2 separate regions of the Mus musculus genome follow, and region 1 is linked to region 2. The links are chromatin contacts, called in public promoter capture Hi-C maps. All regions are on one chromosome and are shown on one strand. The core of a region is the stretch at or near the end of the contact, and the rest is flanking DNA. Distances in the headings are between cores, read along the strand shown. Region 1 holds the start of Triobp (TRIO and F-actin binding protein). Region 2 overlaps Gm52187 (a long non-coding RNA gene).

Region 1 (5,641 bases), core at 424-2,923, 320 kb after region 2:
CAGTGGTGACTGGCCTGGCTGCCGCCACAGTACCCTCAACTGAGTCCACTCAACAGTTCACAGGGCTCTGGGACACAGTTCCCAGACAGACGCCCTCATGGATCCAGAGTGGAAGTTAGGGGACTTTGGGCATCTCACTAGAGTGTGACATCCTTCTGATAGGATGGTGATGAGGAGGGCTGTGTGGTTCCTGTCCCCCTAGATGGCATGGGAGGAACAAACATGGCCATGTGGCAGAGGCAAGAGCAACTTTCTTATATTTTCGGTTGTGAGCCTAGCCTTTAATGGCTGAGCCATCTCTCCAGCCCAAGAACAACTTTCTTAAGATCACGGACAACCTCTTGGAAACATGCCAGCTACCCTATGCCTGCCACTCTCTGCTCTGCCCTCTTTTCTCTTAGCTAAGCACCGGCGAACTCAGTCATGTCTTGCTTCTTTCTCTTGCCCTGGGTCTGTTTTCCTCCACCACACAAACACACAAAGCAGTGCACAGGTCTCTTGTTCTCCGATGAACCCTTGGCAAACATGACTGACAAAGGGCTCCATACATTTTTAACGAACCGCACTGTCAGGAGTGCCAGCCTCAGTTGGCTCTCGGTGGATTAGCCTGGTAGGGGCAGAGGGCTGGGTCCGTGTCAGTTCCAACCCAGTGGAAACACCCATTCCACTCCAGGCTCAGAAAGGCCAAGTAATTGGCTCAAGATCACCCAGCCAAGAAGTGCTAGACGCTGATGCAGAACCCAGGTCTCACTAGCCCCTTTCTTACTTAGAGCTAGCCAGACCAGGGAGGAAGCCCATTGTGCTTATCAGCCAGCTCCACTCGGGGTCAGGATGCCCTCACATTGGAAGCAACTACATTTTATTCCTGTTTACTTTTCTGGCCACATCACCAGATCCAAGTGAATGAGAGAATATGTGAATGGAGGGCACTCCACAGTGGCCTGCAGAGTCAGACATTCCGAGATTTTAGTTTGGTTTTTGCCCTTTATTAGCTGTGTGACCCTGGCAAGTCTATTAGCATCTCTGATCCTTGTTGCTATACGTAAAGGCTTGGCATAGGAGCTGGGGTTTAACCAATGTACAACAGAGCTTAACTTGAAAAGTTGGGGTGGGGCTGCTGGTTTTGTGGCTGAGCCCAGGTCAATGTTCAAATGGAGGTGAAGATATCCCTGGGCAGGGATGCTCTGTGCTACTGAGACCCTGACTACAGTAACTTAGAGCGGTATGAGTTTGGTACCGTGTTCCACTAGTGTTTACTAGCTGTCTGGTACTGTTCTGCCTGAACAATTTATTTGGTTGGTTGATTTCGGTTTTTGGTGGTTTTGCTTTTGTTTGACAGGGTCTCATGTAGACTAGGCAGGGTTCCAACTGTCTCTGGCCATAACCTTCTGATTGTCTTCCCCTCACTTCTAGATACCCACTAACCTCATCTCCCAATTTCTGGGGTTAGAGGTGTACATCACCAGCCCTCTGGGTTTGCTTGGAACTGTGGGAGATCCATCATCCTGCTTCAGTTTTTAAAGTGCTGTGTCCCCACGCCCGGGAAGCCACATTTTGTACTTTCCACACATGCATTAGTATCTTTTGAGGGACCTTAGCTAGAGAGAGCCAACAGGAAAAGAGACAAGCCCTTAAGTCCAGTCCTCAGGCCCCATGGGGACATGACTGGACCAAGATGCTGGTAGCGCGGGCGAAACGTGCTGTGCATCCCGCGCGGCAAGGCGCCTGGGCACCGCCCGCCTCTGCCCCGCCCCTAGTCCTCGGTGTGTCCAGTCGCACACTGACCATGCAAATGAAGCTCTTAGGGAGAGCCTATTGGAGTGAGGGAGGGGCGTGGTCTATCACGCAAGTCCTGGGCCGCGTTTTGATTCATTGTTAAAATAGAGGCTGTGACTCTGGCACCAGTTCCTCCGCCGCCCGGAGAGTGGAAACCCGAGTCCAGGTCAGAACCCCGCGGCTAGCGGAACTAAGCTGGCTGGAAAGGGGAGGCCAGAGGAGGTAAGCTGAGAGACCCCGAGGAGCTGGTCGGCCGGCTTTGGGAAGAGGGGACTCAGGGTCCATTCTCCGGGTGGGGCGTGCAAATGCACGAAGGCTTTTTGTAGTTAAATTCTTATCTAATGTGCATTTTAGGGAAGATTTCTGCCAGTTGGCTGGGGGGAGTCGTGAAGGAAACTGGAGTCATAAGGGGCACACGAAGAGCCCCCGTTTAGCTTCCCTGGAAAAGGAGCTACGTTCTCTATCCAAGAGGATGCTCTTCTCGGTGGCTGGACCAGAAAAGAACAGCCCAGGTTTGTGCAGCGCATCCACCCACCCATCCATCCATCTATACATCCATTATACAAAACGGGAACTAAGCAGAGCAGGTAAGTGGTCGCCCTAGGAGGAACTCAAGCTCCGTGGATCCTCCCGTGGGGCTTCCACTCTCCAAGGGACCGACCTAGAGCCCCAGGGGAGAACCCTAAATTCCTCAGCTCAGCTGAAATTGCCAACAAAGGCTTGACCCTCCCCCCACCCCCAGCTCTATCATCACCAAGTAGGTCAGGCATGAGGTGACCCAATGGTGCTATGAGGTACTTGAGCTCTAGGGCATGCTGGCTATCTCCTGCTAATACCCCTCCCTGCCTGTGGATGAGTGAGATGAATCTTCTCTCCCAGAGTCACTCTTAGGGTGTGGACATTGTAGCCTCCAGAACAGAGAAGACTGGACCGGTAGGCTAGGCTGGGTGTGTAGCTCAATGGTACAGCAATTTTCTAATGCCTGCCCCAACTTGGGTCTGATCTTTAGAACAGGGAAAACAAAACAAAATAAAACAAAAAAAAAAAAAAACGCAGTGGTTCTCTTTTGGCTAAACTCAGTCACAGAGGAGTTTTGTGACCTTAGGCGGTGTTCACTTTTGTGTAACACTTTGTCCTCAAGTATGGAAATACCTAGCCAGCCCTTTGCATCCCTCTGTGTTTGCCAAGGGACCCAGGTGACTTGGCAGTGTGATCCAGCCCCCACAGGGTCACCTCTGAGCTGTAGGAGACAGACCTGAGCCTTCAGCTGGACCAGTGCCACCTCTGTTGGGGAACCTCTCTGAGCTTTGATGGCCTCCTCTAAAGCTGGTGTTAACTTGAGCAGAATAAGAGAGGAGGTATAAGTTTATAAAGCTAGACACTTGGGGATGACCGGGGCGACTGCCTAACATGGTGTACCCTGGGATGGATCAACAAAACAAAATTGGGGGGCTGGGGGAGTTGTCTTCTTTATTTGGTGTGTGTGTGTGCACATGGAGGAAAGAGGTTGGTCACAGGCCACACTACTTTTGGAGATAGGGTCTCACTGAGCCTGGAGTGGGCTGATTCAGCTAGACTGGCTGGCCCAGTGAGCAACAGGGATTCCTCGGTGCTCATCCCCCATCTTGGAAAATTGTGCTTGTGTCCTGGGCTTTCAGATGCAAGTCCTCATGCTTGTTGGCAGCTCTTCCTTTTTAAGAGATGGAGACCCGGTGTGTGGCCTGTGCACTCTGACCCCAAACTTGCACCCTCACAAGATCCTCTGCCTCATGCTGGGAGCAGGGAGCCACCTATGGCTGGGAACTTGAGGAACTTGGTTTTTGGGGTTGTTGTTTTGTTTTGTTTTTTTGAGACAGAGTTTCTCTGTGTAACAGTCCTAGATGTCCTTCAACTGGATTTGTAGACCAGGCTGGCCTAAAGCTGGGTGGGTTCCACCACACCCAACTTTTTCAAACATACCTTTCTTTCTCTCTCTCTCTCTCTCATTCTTTCTTCCCTTGGTAAAAATTTGGATTTTATGAACAGCACAAGGAAAATTATACATTCAGGGTCCTTGGAACATTGTTCAACACTATACATTAAAAGTCATGTGTAGGGAGCTGGTGAGATGACTCAGCAGGTAAGAGCACTGACTGCTCTTCCGAAGGTCCTGAGTTCAAATCCCAGCAACTACATGTTCAAATCCCAGCTCACAACCACCCATAATGAGATCTGACGCTCTCTTCTGGTGCATCTGAAGACAGCTACAGTGTACTTATGTATAATAATAAATAAATCTTTGAGCCGGAGCGGGCAGAGACTGAGCGAGAGGGCTGACCAGAGCAAGCAGAGGTCCTAAATATAGTTCTCAACAACCACATAATAAATAAATAAATAAATAAATAAATCTTTAGCCGGGCAGTGGTGGCACACGTCTTTAATCCCAACACTTAGGAGGCAGAAGCAGGCGGATTTCTGAGTTCGAGGCCAGCCTGGTCTACAGAGTGAGTTCCAGGAGAGCCAGGACTATACAGAGAAACCCTGTCTTGAAAAACCAAAATCAATCAACCACATCTAGGGCACTGACTGCTCTTTTTTTTTAAAGATTTATTTATTTATTTATTTATTTATTTATTGTATACAACTACACTGTTGCTGTCTTCAGACACACCAGAAGAGGGTGTCAGATCCCATTACAGATGGCTGTGAGCCACCATGTGGTTGCTGGGAATTGAACTCAGGACCTCTGGAAGAGCAGTCAGGGCTCTTAACCCCTGAGCCATTTCTCCAGCCCTGACTGCTCTCCAATACTCAGCAACCACATGGTGGCTCACAACCATCTGTAATGAGATCTGATGCCCTCTTCTGGTGTGTCTGAAGACAGCTACATGGTACTCATACACATAAAATAAATTAATAATTCTTTTTTTTTTTTAAGAACATGCAGTATGTTTGGGCACTTAGCCGATGTTACTGTTTGTTGAGTGAATACATGAAAAGAAAAATGGGTAGACAGCTTTGTCTGGCTTGGACACATCAGGGGTAGGATCTACACAGTGGCCCACCAGTTATCAGGTTTCTGTCCCAATCTTTCCCAGGCCCCACCTAGAGAACCAGCCACTGTGGCTTCCCTGCTATGGAGGAAGTGGCTATGAATATCCCAAGTATACAACCTGAAGCCAGTGTATCTGCCAAGAACCACTGTCTGAGCTGCTGTCACCCTGGGGATGTCCATGGAGCAAGACACCAGGTAGGCCGGCTTTGTCTTGTGATGGGTGGTTTGGAATGCAGTCAGTGTTGGGCTGATCTGTGATCATGCAGTTGCCGGAGGTGCTTCCTGTTGAGCCGAGTGTGCTTGGGCTATGTTAATATTGTTATATGTTGTCCACTTTCCAAGGACATTATTTGTATTTATTTTTATTCTTTGGTTGTCCTGGAATTCATTATGTAGACTAGGCTGGCCTTGAAGTCACAGAGATCTGCTTGACTCTGCCTTTTTCCTCGTAAAGACAGACACTATCTTATTATGTAGCCCTAGCTGGCTGTCCTGGAGCTTGCTATATAAACCAGACTGGCCCTGAACACAAAGATCCAGCCGTCTCTGCTTCTCAAATACTGGGATTAAAGGTGCACATGGTCATGACTGGTTGTTTTGTTTTGATTTTGAGACAGGGTTTCTCTGTACAGCTCCAGCTGCCCTGGAGTTCACTCTGCAGACCAGGCTGGCCTCAAGCTCAGAGATCCACTTGCCTCTGCCTCCCAAGTGTTGGGATTAAAGGCATGTGCCACCACTGCCTGACATGCCTGGCTCATTTAAAGAAAATTTTAAATTATATTTATTTACTTAAGTGTGTGTAAGCGCCGTGATCACTCGTAGAGATCAGAG
Region 2 (5,398 bases), core at 1,094-3,593:
CTAAAATCTCACTATCAGGACCCTCCTTGAAGATGCTTTTGGCTGAACTAGCTCAACTTGCCCATATTTTCCTTCTGTTGTTCTGTGTATTGAGTGCTTACAGTGTGCCAAGGTCTTTGCAACAGAGCCAGGGATCCCAAAGACCCCTGTGACATCCAAGGCTGGAGGCTGGAGAGATGACTCACCAGCTAAGCGTACTTGCTGTCTTCCCAGACGACTCAGATTTGGTTTCCAGCACCCACTTAGCTCATACCACCTGTAACTCTGGAGAACCAACATCTTCTTCTGGCCTCCACAGACACACAGTGAACACACTCATGTGCACACACACACACATGCACACACACACACACATGCACACACATACATGCAAACATCCACATGTGTACACACTCACACATACACATGCACATACATGCATACACACATGCACATACACATACACTCACATCACACATTCACGTACACATGCATGTAAATAATAATAATCTTCAAAAATAGCACGCAGAGTATGGTGACACACGCCTTGAATCCCAGCATTTGGGAGGCAGAGGCAGCTGGATCTCTGTGAGTTCAAGGATAGCCTGGGCTACAGAGTGAGACTGTGTCAAACGCAAATCCTCAGTGCAGAACCAGTGCAGACTGGCGTGCACAGGGGATAGTGAAGGCCTGGGCTGGGCAGATGAATCCAGGAGGAGGGTGTCTAGGCTAGACAGCCAGGCCTGTGTTTCAGAGTCACCTCATCCTGCCAGACTGTGAGATCCATGCAAGTCTGTCTGTGCACTTACTAAGCAACTGCACACAATGGGTTCAAAATAATTGTTAGTTGGCTGAAATTACCTGATTTGAAAAACAGAAACAAAAACAAAACAAAAAACAAAAAACCTTGAGGCCTCAGCACAGCATCAATAGGTTCCAGACCCTGGGGACCCTGAAACTGTGAAACCCAAAGGACAAGTATTTCTAGGGACAGAGAAGGCCCAGGACCACACCACACCAGAACAGTAGGAGGTCTCTCCTACTCTGTTTAAGAGCTCCCCAGGGGTGGTTTTAACCCATGTCTGCTAAAGTGCAGTGCTACATCTGGCCAGCAGGCAGCGCTCACCACACACAGATGAACTTTCTTCTGCCGCTGGAAGGACAGAGCCTGAACCCCTGACCAGAACCTGGTGAGGGGATCATGGATGCGGGATTAGGGCCTGTGGCCTTGAGCAGCCCTTTAGGGGCCTCTTCTTCCCTTACAGAGACCACACACATCTGCCTCTCCCGCCTTCTTTCTGGCTATGCACCACGGAACAGGCTGCTCCCTGTTTGGATTGCATCTTCCTCCCTGAGAACTCTTTTAATGGCACTAACCTTTAATGGAGTTGTCTACAGACAACAATGTCTCAGGAATGGGCTCAGCACAGACTCTTCCCTAGGCTGGAGTGGTGGGAGGGGTGACAAGCAGGTCTCCCGTTGCCACTTACTCCTGTGGAGGAGCAGCAATGATAGATAGCCTCCCAGAAGGCCTGGGTACAAGGGCTCGCTCTCTTCCATGTCTTAAGTAATTTTCTCGGTGCCTCAGGCTGCCCATCTGTAAAATGGGAATAACTAGGTATATTTGAAATACTTAGGCCAGTGGGGCCAGCAAGAAAGCTTAATGGATAAAGGCACCTGGCACCAAACCTGAGGTTAGATCCTGAGGACCCACTAGGTAGGACAGAAGCGACCCTTGACAGTTGTCCTCTGACCTCTGTATATGCTGAGACATTTATACATGTGCACATGTACACTTACACACACTCACATGCACCCACATGACCCATACGAGACAAGATGAGGTAAGGTATTCGGAGAAATTCCCCGGGCTCCAACACAAGCCCTGGTGGGCCAAGAGGATGCTGTGGTGATCGCCAGGGTCAGGGCTAAGGGGTGGCTCATCCCTGCTGCCATGCCGGGCAGCTCCTAGTCGCAGGGAGCTCTGAAAGGCTTCAGGACCGCAGCTGTTGAACGGAGGCCAGCCCAGCACGAGGAGGAGGCCTGGCCTGGCCCAGAATGCCTGGGGAGAGAGAGGAAACAGCAAGAGGACCACTGCCAGGAACCGGGGGCTGGAAGTCTCTGTAGTGCCCAGATGTCAGGCGACAGGACACGGGGGCAGGCAGCCTGGAGCTGGAGGCTGGTATGAGAGACCTGGAGAAGTTGATTTATTAGGGACGATGAAAGGAGCTAAATATGTTTGCCGCTCAGCGATGACTCAGGCATTCCCCAGGGGTTCGAGAGAATGAGCATCAAAGAGCCAAAGGCAAAAACCTCCTCCTACCAGGGCACTGCCAAGCCCCTCCTCCTACCAGGGCACTGCCAAGCCCCTCCTCCACAGTCATAGGAAACAGCCACTCCGGCCTACAAGGCCCAGGCAGTAGCTGACCTCACCCAGAATGACTGAAGAAAGATCCCCTCAGAGAGAGACAGATAGGTCCAGTCCTGGATTTTCTCCAAATTGCTGTGTGATCTTAGTCCAGTGGCTGGCCCTCTCTGTACCCACATCCTCTCCCACAATGAACCAGGCCCTGTCTCTTTCTCTCATCCCATTGGCTTCTCTCAGAAGCTGAGTGATGTTTTCTTTACCAGGAAAAGCTCCCAACTGCTCTCCAGGAGAGAAGCCAGACTCCACAGAACCTGGGAAAGGGGAGGCAGCCGCTTTCCAGTGCCAAGTCGCAGGCCTGGCGCTGGGACCCAGGATGAACTGTGTGCAAGCTAGAGGTCACAGTGACTGACAGAGGAGCAAAGAGAAAGCAGGGAGGGGTTGGGGGAGACATGCCAGCCTGAAGGTCTGCTCTAGGAAGTGTGGGAAACCCAGAAAGCAGCTGGACACATGTGGGAAGTGGGGAGCAGTTTGATGGATTGGGGGGGCATTGGGGAACTTCCCTGTTTCGTGGCTGCCTTAGAATAACAGGACACGGAAATCAGCAGAAAGACCTACCTTCAGGTGTGCAGTCTTATACTGTGGGCAGTGTCCAGAGCCTCTCTGGGGACTCTCCATTAGGATGGATTAAGGGAGACACAGGGGACTGGCAAGTATGTGGGGGAGGTGGTGGCCAACAGCCTAGTACAAGGCCAGACTCAGGATAAACAGGTCACTGTCAGTGGAGGGAGCTACATGGTGCAAGATCCCCTATTGGGATGGTCAGCTAAACTAGCTGAGAGGCCCTCCCCTTCCCCCTTGGCCCCCCCTTCCTGTTCCTGTCCTGTCTCCCTTTCTTGGTCACCCTGCCATGGCCCAGTGGCATATTGTAAGTAACTGCAGACCTGAGTTCAGATCCTGGCTTTCCTCAAGGCCAGCTGTGTGGCTCTGGGCCAGATGCCCTGCTGTCTCTGAACCTTGTCAGCTCACCTCCTGCCCCAGGAATCTGGGGTTTCCCAGCTGTAATCTTTAGGTCCCAGAGTCTCCAACTGAGCTGCTAGCCCAGGATAGCCCAAAGGAAGAGGTAGACTTTCTCTGGGTCTCCAAAGTCCCTGGCCACTCTCTTCTCTTACCTTAAAAGCGGCAGTGGTCTAGCCTTAACAACTCTACCACTAATGACTCCACAGTTATCCCTCCGTTTTCTTTTTCTTAGAGTTGTTTGGAGGTTTGGTTGCTTGAAATGGGGTTTCACGGTTCTAGGCTGGCCTAGAACTCATGGGTAGTCCTCCTGCCTTAGCTCCTTGAATACTGGGATTCATTTTCTGAGACAGAGTCTCACTCTGTAACCCATGCTAGCATCAACTCATGGTGCACCCCTTCCTCGGCCTCTGAGATTCTAGGGTTCCAACTCTCTGCCTCCACACTCAGCCTCCCCTTGATTTCTTGACATCTCCGTGTTCCGCACGAGACACAGACAGCACAGCCCACCCGGGCCAGCACGGATGCCACAACCCAAAATGCCAAACATATCAGCCACTCGAGCTGCCAGCATCCCCGGCTCTCCTCCTGCTGCCCTCGGCCTGTGCCGCAGAGTGCCAGCCAGCTTCTTCCAAAGATGCCAACATTTCTCTTGTCCCAATGGTGTGGTTACAGCTCAGCTTCTGGTACAGAAGCATGGTAGTCTGGGGCTGCCCTCGAGGAGTCTGGGAGCGCTGTGCAGCTGGTTCTGAGACACTCCGTCCCATGTTCTGTTTAACCACAGCCAGTAACAACAGCCAGCCTTCCTCCCTTCCTCCCTTCCTTCCTTCCAGAGGAAACAAAGGTTCACTATTGTAAAGGTACCAACACAGAGACACACCCCGCCCCGCCCCCCCCAAAGGCAGAAGATTCCTCCATCTTCTGAACATAAGTCACCACTTCCTCCCAGCAGCTCGCACAGGGGGACGGGACCACTCCCATTCAGTTAGGAGCAGATTGCTTATCATAGTGGGGTCAGATCCTTCCACTGAGGGTCAGATCCACAACCTCCTCAGCTTGTCCCACCTCTAAAGGCTACAATGTATCTCTTTCCATCTCCCTTGAGGATTTTCCCTGAATTAATACAGACCAGAGAGGACCCATCTCCACTGCAAAGAAATGATTTAATAAAACATCCACCATCCAAAAATAATAAGATATTCTCTATAGAAAATTAGACAGTGTAACAGAGAAGAAGAAAAAAGTCACAAAACTTCCTTTAGTATACCTGATATTGCCAGCATTTACAAACCTGTCTAGCTCATTACACATGTGTAAAGAGTTAGCTATCACTGCGGATAAAATTGAGTGGTCTGCATCTACCTTAGTAGTGTGGGATTGCCATGTCCTGCAGGACCAGTCAGAGCAGGGGAGGGCACCTTGCAGAAATAAGCCTTAACCCCTTGCTGTTGTGCAGCAATTCCCTGAGAGAAAGAAAACACTCCATCCTGGAGGGAAGGGAACTGAAAGGTTCCACTGGGAAGTAAACAACTCAAAAGCTTCAGGAAGTCCCTGAAATTGACCACATTCTCTAGGGCTCTCCTTAGCATATATCAGGCAGTATGGACTATTCTCTAAGTTGCCTAGAAGAGGCAGAGACTGAGTGTCCTGGAATTGGTTTAGAGCAGTGGTTTACCATCCTAATGCTGTAACCCTTTAATACAGCTCCTTGTGTTTTGATGATCCCCAACCACAAATTATTTTTGTTGCTACTTCATAACTGTAATTTTGCTGTTATGAATTGTAATGTAAATATCTGTGAAAGGGTCATTGCACACACACCCCCCAAAGGGGTCATGACCCACAAGATGAGAATCGCTGGTTTAGACCAACTGCGCTACCAGAAAAGGACACTCTTGAGCCCATAGCTGCCTGAGCCCATAGCTGCCTGTTGGCTTTGCCGCGTGCTCCAGGTTCCCAGCTTTTGTGAGCTGTCACCCATGCTGGGTTGGACTTTGGAGATGCAGCTGTCTTTGATTCATTTCTTTTCCTGTGAGT

What was found. Promoter capture Hi-C pulls out the DNA fragments that hold promoters and counts their contacts.
Region 1: a contact with region 2 is called in a promoter capture Hi-C map of neural stem cells. The contact joins the promoter of Triobp here to the enhancer-like site in region 2. A contact is called at or near these places in 1 of 39 promoter capture datasets (neural stem cells), 4 of 484 Hi-C or Micro-C datasets (LSK cells, adipose-derived mesenchymal stem cells, cortical neurons and 1 more), 1 of 115 datasets of contacts at active chromatin or transcription factors (pancreatic cancer cells) and 1 of 9 other capture datasets (adipose tissue).

What each region holds. Positions count from the first base shown.
Region 1 is chr15:78,946,051-78,951,691 of GRCm38.p6, forward strand. It overlaps Triobp (TRIO and F-actin binding protein), which reads left to right and starts at 1,674. Exons shown (of 25, transcript NM_001039156.1): 1 at 1,674-1,998; 2 at 2,131-2,288; 3 at 4,854-5,005. The coding sequence starts at 4,983.
Region 2 is chr15:78,622,523-78,627,920 of GRCm38.p6, forward strand. Gm52187 (a long non-coding RNA gene) reads right to left here. Exons shown (of 2, transcript XR_003951539.1): 2 at 4,506-5,398. Among named protein-coding and RNA genes, the nearest start is that of Gm52187, 4.0 kb to the right of the region's middle. Within about 2 kb of position 2,344, at least 133 of the 459 cell types and tissues checked have an H3K27ac peak or open chromatin away from gene starts, as enhancers often do. A contact at or near this core is called in adipose tissue, adipose-derived mesenchymal stem cells, cortical neurons and 2 more, where this site is marked.